Linked DNA regions of Sus scrofa: region 1 is linked to region 2. A link is a contact called in public Hi-C data. All regions are on one chromosome and are shown on one strand. The core of a region is the stretch at or near the end of the contact, and the rest is flanking DNA. Distances in the headings are between cores, read along the strand shown. Region 1 has its middle 210 kb from the start of KLF3. Region 2 overlaps TBC1D1 (TBC1 domain family member 1).

Region 1 (5,493 bases), core at 1,204-3,703, 280 kb before region 2:
TTTTCTAACCTTTCTACAATGAACATTGTGTAGACAGGAGTATTCTTGGCTACAATTAACAAAAATTCAAATTACAGCGGTTCCGTGGCTCAACCAGGCCAAGGCTGAGTTCTGAAATTTTCATGGCTTTTCCTTCAGGGCTTTAACGTGTCCATTGCTTTCCAGTCATCACGGGTGCATTCAGAGGAGAAAGGGGACCAGAAGGCCCAGTGCCTGTCCCAGGAAAACAAGAGCTGTCCCAGGAACTCCATCACACACTTACGCCTCATTGGCCTGATTTGTGTCACATGATCACCCCTGGCGGGAGAGTGGAAGAGAGAAGGGGAAATGGGGGAAACAGATATGTTTTTGCCATATCTGCCACAAACACACATGGCTTTTGTAATTTAAGAAAAAATTACTAAAAATTTCAAAGTTCTTTCTTTTTTTTTTTTTCCTTGATTGCTTTAATGCCTCCCTCCTTCTGCCGCCCTCCCACCCACTCCAGCCGAAACAGCCAGCCAATTCATATTCACTGAGCCAAGAGGGCGAGGAAGGATGAAGAAACTTGAGAGGAGGTTGCAACCTCCTAGGCGGTGGGAGTGGAGAGGTGGGCGGAGCGCCAAAGGCCTGGGAAATGGGCCCGTTGCTTGTTCAGCCAACCTCATCTGGGTCTCCCTGCTCTGAGGTCGGGGCTACACAAAGCTTATCAACAGAGACTCTTGCAACTTCAGGGCTTCTGGCCCTGCTGATATTTGACAGTGTGCAGAGCTGACCTTGGTATTTCACCCAGCTGGCTTTGGGCTCAGCAGGGCCTCCAAATAGAGAGCCTGGCCATGATACCTACGAAGAGAATGGACTAGGTTGCCTGGGACTCTGCCTCTTACCTGTTATGTGATCTTGGACAAGTTACTTAAGCCATTTGTGTTTCTGCTTCCTCAGCTGCAAAATGGGAATAATAATAGTATACACAGGTTTGTTATGAAAGACCAGATGAGTCAGTATTTGTCAAGTGCCTACAATATACCTGTCCCATGGTAAGGGCTGCAGAAGTATTTGTTTTAAAAATAAATAAATATAAGACAGGCAGAAACAGCCATTGCTGTCTGGCCCCTCTTTGTCTGAGGTCACATCTTCCCTGACATACATCTGAAACAGCAAAAGATGCAAAGAAGGCCTGAAATTTCTTTTGCTCGCTGCCGACTGCCCCATGTGGTCTCAGTTGGTGTGTGTGGGGGTGCTCTGGGGGGGAAGCCGGGGCTGAGGGGGAAGAAGGAGAACCCACAGGAGGCTTAGAGCCATGAAACACCTACGGGGTGGGATAGCAAGCAGCTCATTTAAACCTTATGAGGCAGGAAAATGCTGCCCTCGTTTTACAGATGGGGAAACTGAGGCTCAGAGGGGTGAAGTAACTGGGCCACCGTCCCATGCCTGTGAGTGGTGGAGTTTGGATTCAGCCTCAGGCACCCTGCATATTCCATAAGTATGATATTTACACAGGGGAACTTTCCTGTACAGGATCCTAAAGGGTTAACATAAGCAACAATCCCCAGCTGAAAGATTCTTAAGGAGTGTTTACCTAAAAGGCCCTATAACAAACCATTCTGTAATATGCTCTATTTCTCTGTACTTAATTTGGTAAATTTAAATTTTCCCATATTGTATTTTCTTCCAATATATAGCATGTCTTACTGTTCAAAAAATAAATTCCAAGGCTGAAACTCAGCTAAAATTCTTTTGAGGAGAGTGGGGGGAGAAGCGATCAGTACTGGGGCGTTTTGCCCTTTCTCATTTGCTTGTTTTTTTTTTTTTTTTTTTTTTTTTTTTAAGTGTAGAATACAGTATCTAAATATAGGAACTGCCTTAAAATAGCTGAATCTCAGTAGCCTTCCCCAGCAATAAATGGCCATTTTGTTGCCAATTCCAGGCACGCGGTCTTAAAGCTCAAACCTGGCTTAGACCAGTTGAAATCATCAATAACTAAATACCTCACAGGTCCAAATTCCTCCAGAATAGCAGCAGAATTCCCTTCTGCTCTCTGCTGTGCTGATGCCACCTTTGCAAATGCCATTTCCAAAGAGATATAATCAGACATTGCCCAGTGGGTGTGTGTGTGTGTGTGTGTGTGACCATGATCAAGTTCAAGCAAAATGGAGATGTTCCAGGAGACTTCCCTATTCTTTCCCTTTAAGAAAAAAAAAATCCCTAAAGCTCCACCCAACCCCACCCTTAGCGGCTAAGGTTCTGACTAGCAGTGCTAGAGATAGAGCCAAGATGAAAAGAATTGGAAACAAAAAGAGCTTTTTTTTTTTTTTTTTTTTTTTTTTGGTGAAACTTTTGTTCTCACTCTTATTCCCTACTCCCCCCACCCCAAATTATAGAGTCAAATTGTAGATCTGGGATTGCCACCTGGGGACATCTCCCTAGCCCTGGGCCAGTCCCTTGCAGGCTGAGGTCAGTCTCAGCCCCCAACAGGGGCAGAGGGGAATTAACCCTTACAGAAGACGTGTGATAAGCTCCAACGGCCCCACCTTTCACTTCGAGTGCCAACCTTTCCTCCTTTTATGCTTTTGGCTTCAGAGTAGTTCTTAGTCTTCTGCCAGGAGGTTAGAGGGTGCAAACAGCCAAGAAGCAGCTGCAAGGAAGCTGTGAAGTGCCTATCTTGTAGGTAGGGCGACTGCTGCAGGCGGGAGAGACCAGAGAGAGATTAGGTGAAACATTAGCCAGGATCTTTTGGATTCAGTCCAGTGTCTTTCAATTATTTCTTTATGCGTGTTTGGTCCTGGGCTTATTTGGCATTGGACAGGCATCCATTAGAAGATTTCACAATGATTTGCCATGTTACAGTTCTAAACAGATGTGAACTCGTCACCAAAGGAAATTTATGTTTTACCATCTTTTCTCCCCACCTCTCCCTGGGGAGCTGCAGGGAAAAGCACTCCAAGCGAATGAATCAAAATGACTAGGTAATGCTCTAAAAATAATAAACGGTGTTGTAGTCTGGATCTCTTTCAAGTTTGAGCTCATTTTGTGAGCATGAAGATTCATATGTCACATCACATGTATATATTTTTTATTAGAGTGAAGTGGGCAATTGCATAGGAACAGATCAGTTATTAAGACACACAAATGCAATTATTCTCATCACACTGGACTGCATTTTAACCAAGTTAATTAAGCAACTTGGCCAAGGAGGGGGCAAAGGGTAGGTGCCTTAATGATTCCTTAACTTGCCTCCAGAAGCCAGTTATGCAAATCAGGACAGGCTATAGGCTTTGGGCTCTGAAATCATGGCTGGGCAGAAATTGAGGTGCAGAGTTAGAATTATAACAAAAGGGAAAAGATATGTTGTGTTTTCCTGGGCTTCCCTCACCTGCTAACAGAAGATCTATGTCATCAGACAAAGGCAGAAGGACTAGAAATTTTTGAAAACCGATTCCAAAATATTAGCAGATAATTAAGAAAAAACAAACAAGCTGGTAACATTATTATCATCATATTTTCAAAATACCTTCCTAGAGGTCAGCTCCAAAAGAGTGTTTTTTATATGAAAAGAAATCTATAGCTGAGTCCTGGGTTCTCCATCATCAGAGTGAGGTTAGAGAAACTTCAGAGTGGGGTTGGGAAGGGAAATCTGTATTAGAAAAAAGGAAAGCATGGATGGTCTGGTTGGGTTCTTTTCTTATTTTAACTGATGCAGTTTTTTATTTATTTATTTTTTTTTCTTATTTTGCTTTTTAGGGCCGCCCCTGTGGCATATGGAGATTCCCAGGCTGGGGGTCGAATCAGAGCTACAGCTGCCAGCCTACACCACAGCCACAGCAACACCAGATTCAAGCCACGTCTGTGACCTACACCACAGCTCACAGCAACGCCGGATCCTCCACTCACTGAATGAAGCCAGGGATCAAACCCACATCCTCCTGGATACTAATCTGATTTCCCTATGCCATGAAGGGAACTCCCAGTTCTTTAATTCTTAATGGGCTTCTTTCACTAATATATGTCCCAAATATCTGAGAGCAAAGTATCCTTTAAAGATCTGTATCTGAATCACCCAAAGCCCTCGATGGTAATTTACCCACGTCAGGCAGGGCTACTAGACCAGCGTGACTGTGAGAAGAACGAGGAGCAGGGAATGCCCAGCTTGTGCCCTTTGTCTCGAAATCCAAGCCTTGCTGTTATTAAGCTAAACCACAAAAATATTTCCAACCTAAGAAATCTCATCTGGCCTCAGAATGCTCGTTAGATAATTCCCACATCTTCATTCTCCAGAAAGGGTTGATTGCAGTGTTGCTAATCCCAACCCACTTTAGCCAGGCTCCATTCATCACGGCTGGCAGGAGAGACTGGAGGGTTATGGGTAATTGAATTCCAGCCAACCTTCCAACCTAATTTAAGTCAACCCTTTGACCTCTTTCCTGACCAAATCTGCTGCCAGAGCTGGTAACTAAATATTGTTTTTACATTAGAAGAAGCCTTTTTTGAATGCCTACTACGCGACGGCTTTGTGCGACGCATCCATTATCTCACCTCATTCATTCATTCTGTCATCGCTTCAGTGGGAACCCAGACACCAGGGTTTAACAGATAGTGAAGATGAGTGGAAAGGTCATCTCGGGGTCAGTCCGGTGGGGAAATGTGTGTTCTACGGACACCCTGACTTCCTGTCTTTGCAAGAAGATAAATCTTCAGCATGACGGAAAGCCTGAAGCCCCCTGTACACGGGAAAATGAAATGAAAAACATCTCCCTTCTCTCAAGGAGAAGCCGCCTAGGGTCTTCAGAGTCCAAAGACCTCCATCCAAGTCTCCCTGCACCGTATTGAACAGGCGATGTCAGGTACCTATTTAACCTCTCGGGCCCCAGGGTCCTTATCTGTGATAAGGGGGAGCGGGTGGGAGGAGGGAGGATGCGGGAGGTTTGGGGTGGGGTGGGGGTCGAGGGGAGGGAATAACAACCCTTAACCTGGCAAGTCTATTATGAGGATTTGGGGATTAAGTGACATAGCGTGGAGGGAAGTGCCTTGTAAACGCTAAGGCTCCCTACACAAAGGAGATTATTGCTAATGACTCTCACACTCGCGGTTAAAACTGCCAACCAGCCGTGAGACCAATAAATGACAGGGCTTTGGATCAAAGGCCTAGCTGGACAGTATACACTCCTAATTAATTATTAATTAATTTATTTATTTTTGGCTGCACCCACGGAAGGGTCAGAGATCACACCTGCATCACAACAACACAAAAGTGATAACACTGGATCCTTAACCTGCTGCGCCACTAGGGAATTCCCGTGTACACTCATGCTCTGAATAACGGAAGCTTAGGTGGAATTGCTCTTGAAAATGGCTTCATTTATTTTCTTTGGTACATCTCTGGGTCACCATCGGGTCAGCTAAGTGTGTATATGATCTAGATTTTATTGTCAGAAAGCTTTCTAACATTTCCAAGTCAACAGCTATCACCACCTGTTCCCCCAACTATTTCTCATCCTCAGTTAGAATCCAGCTCAC
Region 2 (5,579 bases), core at 2,837-5,336:
CAGTCTGATTTAAAAATTCGTACTTTCCAACTCAACAGCAAAAAACCAAATACCTCAATTTAAAAATAGACAAAGGACCTGAATAGACATTTTCCAAAGATGATATACAAACAGCCAACAAGCATATGAAAAGATGCCCAACATCATTAATCATTAGAGAAATGCAAATCAAAACCACAATGAGGGAGTTCCCGTCGTGGCACAGTGGTTAACGAATCCAACTAGGAACCATGAGGTTGCAGGTTCGGTCCCTGCCCTTGCTCAGTGGGTTAACGACCCGGCGTTGCCGTGAGCTGTGGTGTAGGTTGCAGACATGGCTCGGATCTGGCATTGCTGTGGCTCTGGCGTAGGCCAGTGGCTACAGCTCCAATTAGACCTCTAGCCTGGGAACCTCCATATGCCGTGGGAGCGGCCCAAAAAATAGCAAAAAAGACAAAAAAAAAAAAAAAAAAAAACACCATGACATAAAACTTCGCACCCATTAGGATGCCCACTTCGAAACAAAACAAAACCCCATTAAACATAAGTGTTGGCTGAGGATGTGGAGAAAGTGGAACTCCTGGGTACTACTGGTAAGAATGTAAAATGGTACATCTCCAATGGAAAACAGTTTAGAGAGTCCTCCAAAAAATTAAAAATGGAACTACCATATGATCCAGCAATTCCATTTCTAGGTACATATCCAAAAGAATTGCAAGCAGGATCTCAGAAAAGATACCTACACACCATATTCATTGCATCATTATTCACAATAGCCAAAAAGTAAAAACAATCTAAATACCCAGGTAGAGATGAACAGTTACACAAAAGGTTTATAATACAGTGGAAGATTAGGCAGCCTTAAAAAGGAAAGAAACCCTAATATATGCTTTAATGTGGATGAACCTTGAGAACACCATGCTAAGTGAAATACAGCGGACATAAACTGTATCGAAGGACAAACACTGTATGATTTCACTTAGATGAGGCAACCGAAGTACCCAAACCCATGCACAGTGGAATGGTGGGGGTGGGGCGGGGGATGAGGAACAGAGAGCTACTGTTTAATGGTACAGAATTTCGGTTTCCAAGAATAAAAGATTTTGCAGACCCATTACACAGCAATGTGAATATAATTAACACTACTGAACTACATGATTAAAAATGGTTAAAGATGGCAAATGTTACACGATGTTTTTTTTACCACCATCAAAAATTTTAAACTATGTTTCAAAAATCCGCACTATTACACAGGATGCTACACTGACTCTCCAGTCAATTAGGCCTTTTTGAAATTATACACCCTCCTTTTCCCCTCAAGTGGCCAGGAGTCATTTGCAGGCCTCTTCATCACGAATGGGGGCCATCAGCTAACACTGAGTTTCACTTTATTCTGCCGAGTGACATACCAAGATGACAAAGGACCAGAAGGCCCATCTTTAAAACTCTGGCAACTCAGGAAAGGAAGGAGTCTTGATGTAAATGAAAATCTGAGATTCTGGAATATCCTCCCAAAGGTCATTCCAATTCAGATCGTGAGATGAGAACGGTCCCAACCCCGGCCTCTCTGCCAGGCGGACAGTGTCTGCCATCCTGAGGTCTGTGAGGGTTTCCGAGGCAGGGCACACACTTTTGCCTCATTTAGCCCCAAGCTCACATTCATTATGCAGAACTGCCTCTCTGGAAGGGAGAGTGAGAGCTCCCCCATACTGCAGGAAGGAAGGAGGTGAGGTAGCAGGGGGGGTGGCAGTGGGGGTGGTGCCACATGGCACCCTACAGCCGGGACCCACCCACCTCCAGGGCTGTAACCTGGACCTTCTGCAGGGGCGCTGACCCTGGACACTCCTCCCAGATTCAATGGCGAAGAAGGCTCCTGTGCATATTACGGTCTTTGAGCCTCAGGATTCTCATCTGTAAAGTGAGGTGTCAGATTCAGAACCCCTTTTCTTTCTAACATGAAAAGCTCCAAATAATCTAAGCTACCAACAATATCAGGAGACTTTACTGAGCTCCACAGACTCAGGGGATCATAAAAAGAGTATTAAAGAGAAGTACTTAAGTAAACAAAAAGAGCCCTGTAAAACCTACTATCCAAGAGTCTGTCTCGTCCCAGACAAAAACCAACGCAGACACACGTGCCGAAGATGATGCAGACAGAACCGGACCATTCCAGAAAGAATGACGTAGCAAAGGGATAACAATGAAACCATTTCTGAGCCACAGCTGGCAGGGCAGTTACAGATCACAACCAAAGGAGCTGTGAGAGGTGGAGGGCAGGAGAGCCAGGGACTGTGGGCAGTGGACGAGAGTCGATATTAATCCGAGTGACCAAGAAGGCAAAAGCCAAAGCCTCCAAGGAGAGGCAACTGGGGGAGGTGACCTGGGTCATTATCCCGCTACAAGCAGGCACCGTGATATGTTTTTCATATCATTGATGTTACTCCTTCAGAAAAAAGATTAAAACATTCTATCATCAGGAACCTTAAAATGACTGCAGCCACAGAGTTTAAACTTTAACAAACTATGTTATTTTAGGAATAGAACATACCGATTTGGACTAACCTGTTGATTACAATTTCAAAAAAAAAAAAAAAAAAAAAAAGCTTTTAGTTTTATGGAAAGAGCAATCAGAGAAGATGAAACATGGTCTCTTTTAAGCTACCAGAATGAGAAAAGGGTTCTATGAGCTTTTATATTTCTTAATTTAACTTTTATTTTTTAAAAAGGTTTCCATTCCCAAACTATTCTCTGAAGCTGTAAACATAACATCCTGACATCTTATATCTGCTGGAACCAGAGAAATTTGGACACTCACTGAGCGAAGTGCTCTGCGACATCCAAGGCTCTTTCCAAGACAGGTGAGCAGGTGCTAAGTGGCCCCTGGGAGCAAAGGCTTCTGAGGGAGGTGACAGCAGCAGTGGGAGAGCCAAGAAGAAGAGCCTTCGAAAGAAAACCATGCATCTCTAACTTTAAGGCTTGATTTCTGACAATTAAGGCTGTCATTTTCTCAACTCCAATTACTGGTCACGCCAAATTTAATAATTTCATAGAATAGGAGTTCCTGTCGTGGCGCAGTGGTTAACGAATCCGACTAGGAACCATGAGGTTGCGGGTTCGGTCCCTGCCCTTGCTCAGTGGGTTAACGATCCGGCGTTGCCGTGAGCTGTGGTGTAGGTTGCAGACGCGGCTCGGATCCCGCGTTGCTGTGGCTCTGGTGTAGGCTGGTGGCTACAGCTCCGATTCAACCCCTAGCCTGGGAACCTCCATATGCCACGGGAGTGGCCCAAGAAATAGCAACAACAAAAGACAAAAAAAAAAAAAAAAAAAAAATAATAATAATTTCATAGAATAAAGGAGGGAAAAGTCATCAAATGATCATCTGTCATTTAAGCCAACAAGAGAAGTGATTCTATAACTGAGTCCATTTCCAATAAATCTGAATACTTGCTACCAACATGATCTATAACAGAAATGTGTTTCCACTTTAACCTCCATAAAGCTAGAAATATTCCAAATGTTTCTTAATTAAAAATGAATTTTTCCTATCAAAATGTCACTATAGGAAGTTCCCTGGTGGTCTAGCGGTTAAGGATCTGGTGTTGTCATTGCTACAGCTTGGGTCACTGCTGTGGTACCAGTTTGATCCTTAGCCCCAGGATTTCCACATGCCGTGGATGCAGTCGAAAAGGGGGAAAATCACATTATAAAACTTAAAAAGAGAAAAGGGGGAAATACCACCTATCACTACAACTTATCAAAACTTCTATAGAATACCAGTGTATTCTCCTTGTATTTTTTCTCAAGTATATGTTATTTTTTACATAGTATATTCCGAGTAGTTAATAATAAAATGCCCACATGCCATTAATATTCCAAAACCATACACCCCTGTGTCCAACAGAAGCCAAGCACCACCTATGAACCAAACCCGCTGCCAGGTTGCAGAACCATAACGAGACAGTGTCCCTGCCCCATGGATCTTGAATGCAGTTTTGGAAATGGGTCCCCAGGACTCACCATGGCCGGGCAAGGTCTAAGTGGACACAGGCATGTGAGAGCGCCCTGAGGCCAGCTCGCCACACACATGTCTAAAACCCACGGGGAGCCCGGCATGGCCCGCCAGCCTTTCCTCCCCCAGGGACCTTGACCGCCTTTGGCTGCTGAGCCACGTGACAACTATTTGCTCTCAGAATCCCGAACTCTTATTACTGGGTAAATAGAGCAATCGAATGTCATTCTCAGCAGAGAAACCTCTGCCAGGAGATCACGCAGCTTCTATCCAAGTACTTCTGGTAATAAGATACCTCCATACTTGCTCACACACAATTTCACCCACTTTCGGATACCCACGTACTGTTACAAAGCTAGTGAGCCCCGGTTACTTTCACTGTCCTGGTTGAGCAATATAATTAACAAGAATACACTGAGTTGTATGAGGCTATATCCTCTCTGCCCGTTGGCCCAGACAACATCTTAGGTGGGTCCCCACTGCCATGCTGGTACCATGCCCCTCCCATCCCTCCCTGAAGAACTACCATGAGTCGAGTCAATTGGCTCCCAGAAAACTGGAGTAAAATACAGATTGGTCCTGCTGTATAGCGCTGGGAACTATATCTAGGTGCTTATGATGGAGCTTGATAATGTGAAAAAGAAGGAATGCATATATGCATTGTGAATGGGTCACCCTGCTGTATAGTAGAAAACTGATAGAATACTGTAAACCAGCTATAATGGAAAAAAATAAAAATCATTAAAAAAAAAAAAAACACAGTTTGGCAGTCAGGTAATCAGATGCCTCTGGAGCTAAGAGGTCCTACAGACTCGGGGGCTGGTTGGCTGGCTGGCTGGCTGGCTGGCCGTATACAGTGATGAACAAGCTGGGGGAGTTGGTGTGTAGAATGAGGAGGAGACCACAAAAGAAGAGAAAAAAGAATTGCATGATCCCAAAAAGAGGGAGCCAGAGAGACTTCTTTGGTTCCAGTCAATGTTCTGATTCCTGGCTCTTGCCCTTATCTTGATTTTTACAAGCCTCCTTCTGATTAAGCTTGCTGGAGTCATTTTCTGTTCTTGCAACTAAGTGATCACTGGCTGACGAAGACAGGCTTAGGCTCATCTGCTTCCTGAGCACCCTCTGAGCACAGCCGATCTGCAGGGGGCATGTGAGGATAAGCTACAAGCACAAAACGACTTCCTCTCTCAAGAAGCTGGAAACTGGTTGAGGGAGCAAAAACTGAATATAATTAGGGAAACAAACAGGTTGGTGATACTCGACCGGATCTGGTTTAATGAGAAGAGAACCACAATTCTAAGTCCATTCTACCACTGACGGCCTGTTTGATCTTAAGTGGGTCCCTTTCTGTCTCTAAGCCTCGATTTCTTCACCTGTAAAATAAGGAATTTGGAAAAGTTCTCATTTTCAAAGTTCCCACTTACTTTTAGGATTCCTTGAAGGCAGTGGACTCACCTCCTCCCTATCTAGTAACCATCACTTTAGAAGCTGGGTGGGCTGCAGAGTCTCTGCCCAAAGTCAAGCACGTCTGTCAGGAGGGAACGCAGCATGAGTGCCACCCCCTAGGCACCATGCCTGCAGCTCTGAGTGA

Evidence for each region. Hi-C and Micro-C count contacts between places; a contact is called where the count stands out from the background.
Region 1: a contact with region 2 is called in a Hi-C map of liver, with 4 times the contacts expected there. The contact joins two enhancer-like sites. A contact is called at or near these places in 2 of 47 Hi-C or Micro-C datasets (embryonic fibroblasts and liver).

What each region holds. Positions count from the first base shown.
Region 1 is chr8:29,809,666-29,815,158 of Sscrofa11.1, reverse strand. No RefSeq gene overlaps it. Among named protein-coding and RNA genes, the nearest start is that of KLF3, 210 kb to the left of the region's middle. Within about 2 kb of position 2,453, at least 23 of the 83 cell types and tissues checked have an H3K27ac peak or open chromatin away from gene starts, as enhancers often do. A contact at or near this core is called in liver, where this site is marked.
Region 2 is chr8:29,527,043-29,532,621 of Sscrofa11.1, reverse strand. All of the region lies in intron 14 of TBC1D1 (TBC1 domain family member 1), which reads right to left. Among named protein-coding and RNA genes, the nearest start is that of MIR9840, 19 kb to the left of the region's middle. Within about 2 kb of position 4,086, at least 6 of the 83 cell types and tissues checked have an H3K27ac peak or open chromatin away from gene starts, as enhancers often do. A contact at or near this core is called in liver, where this site is marked.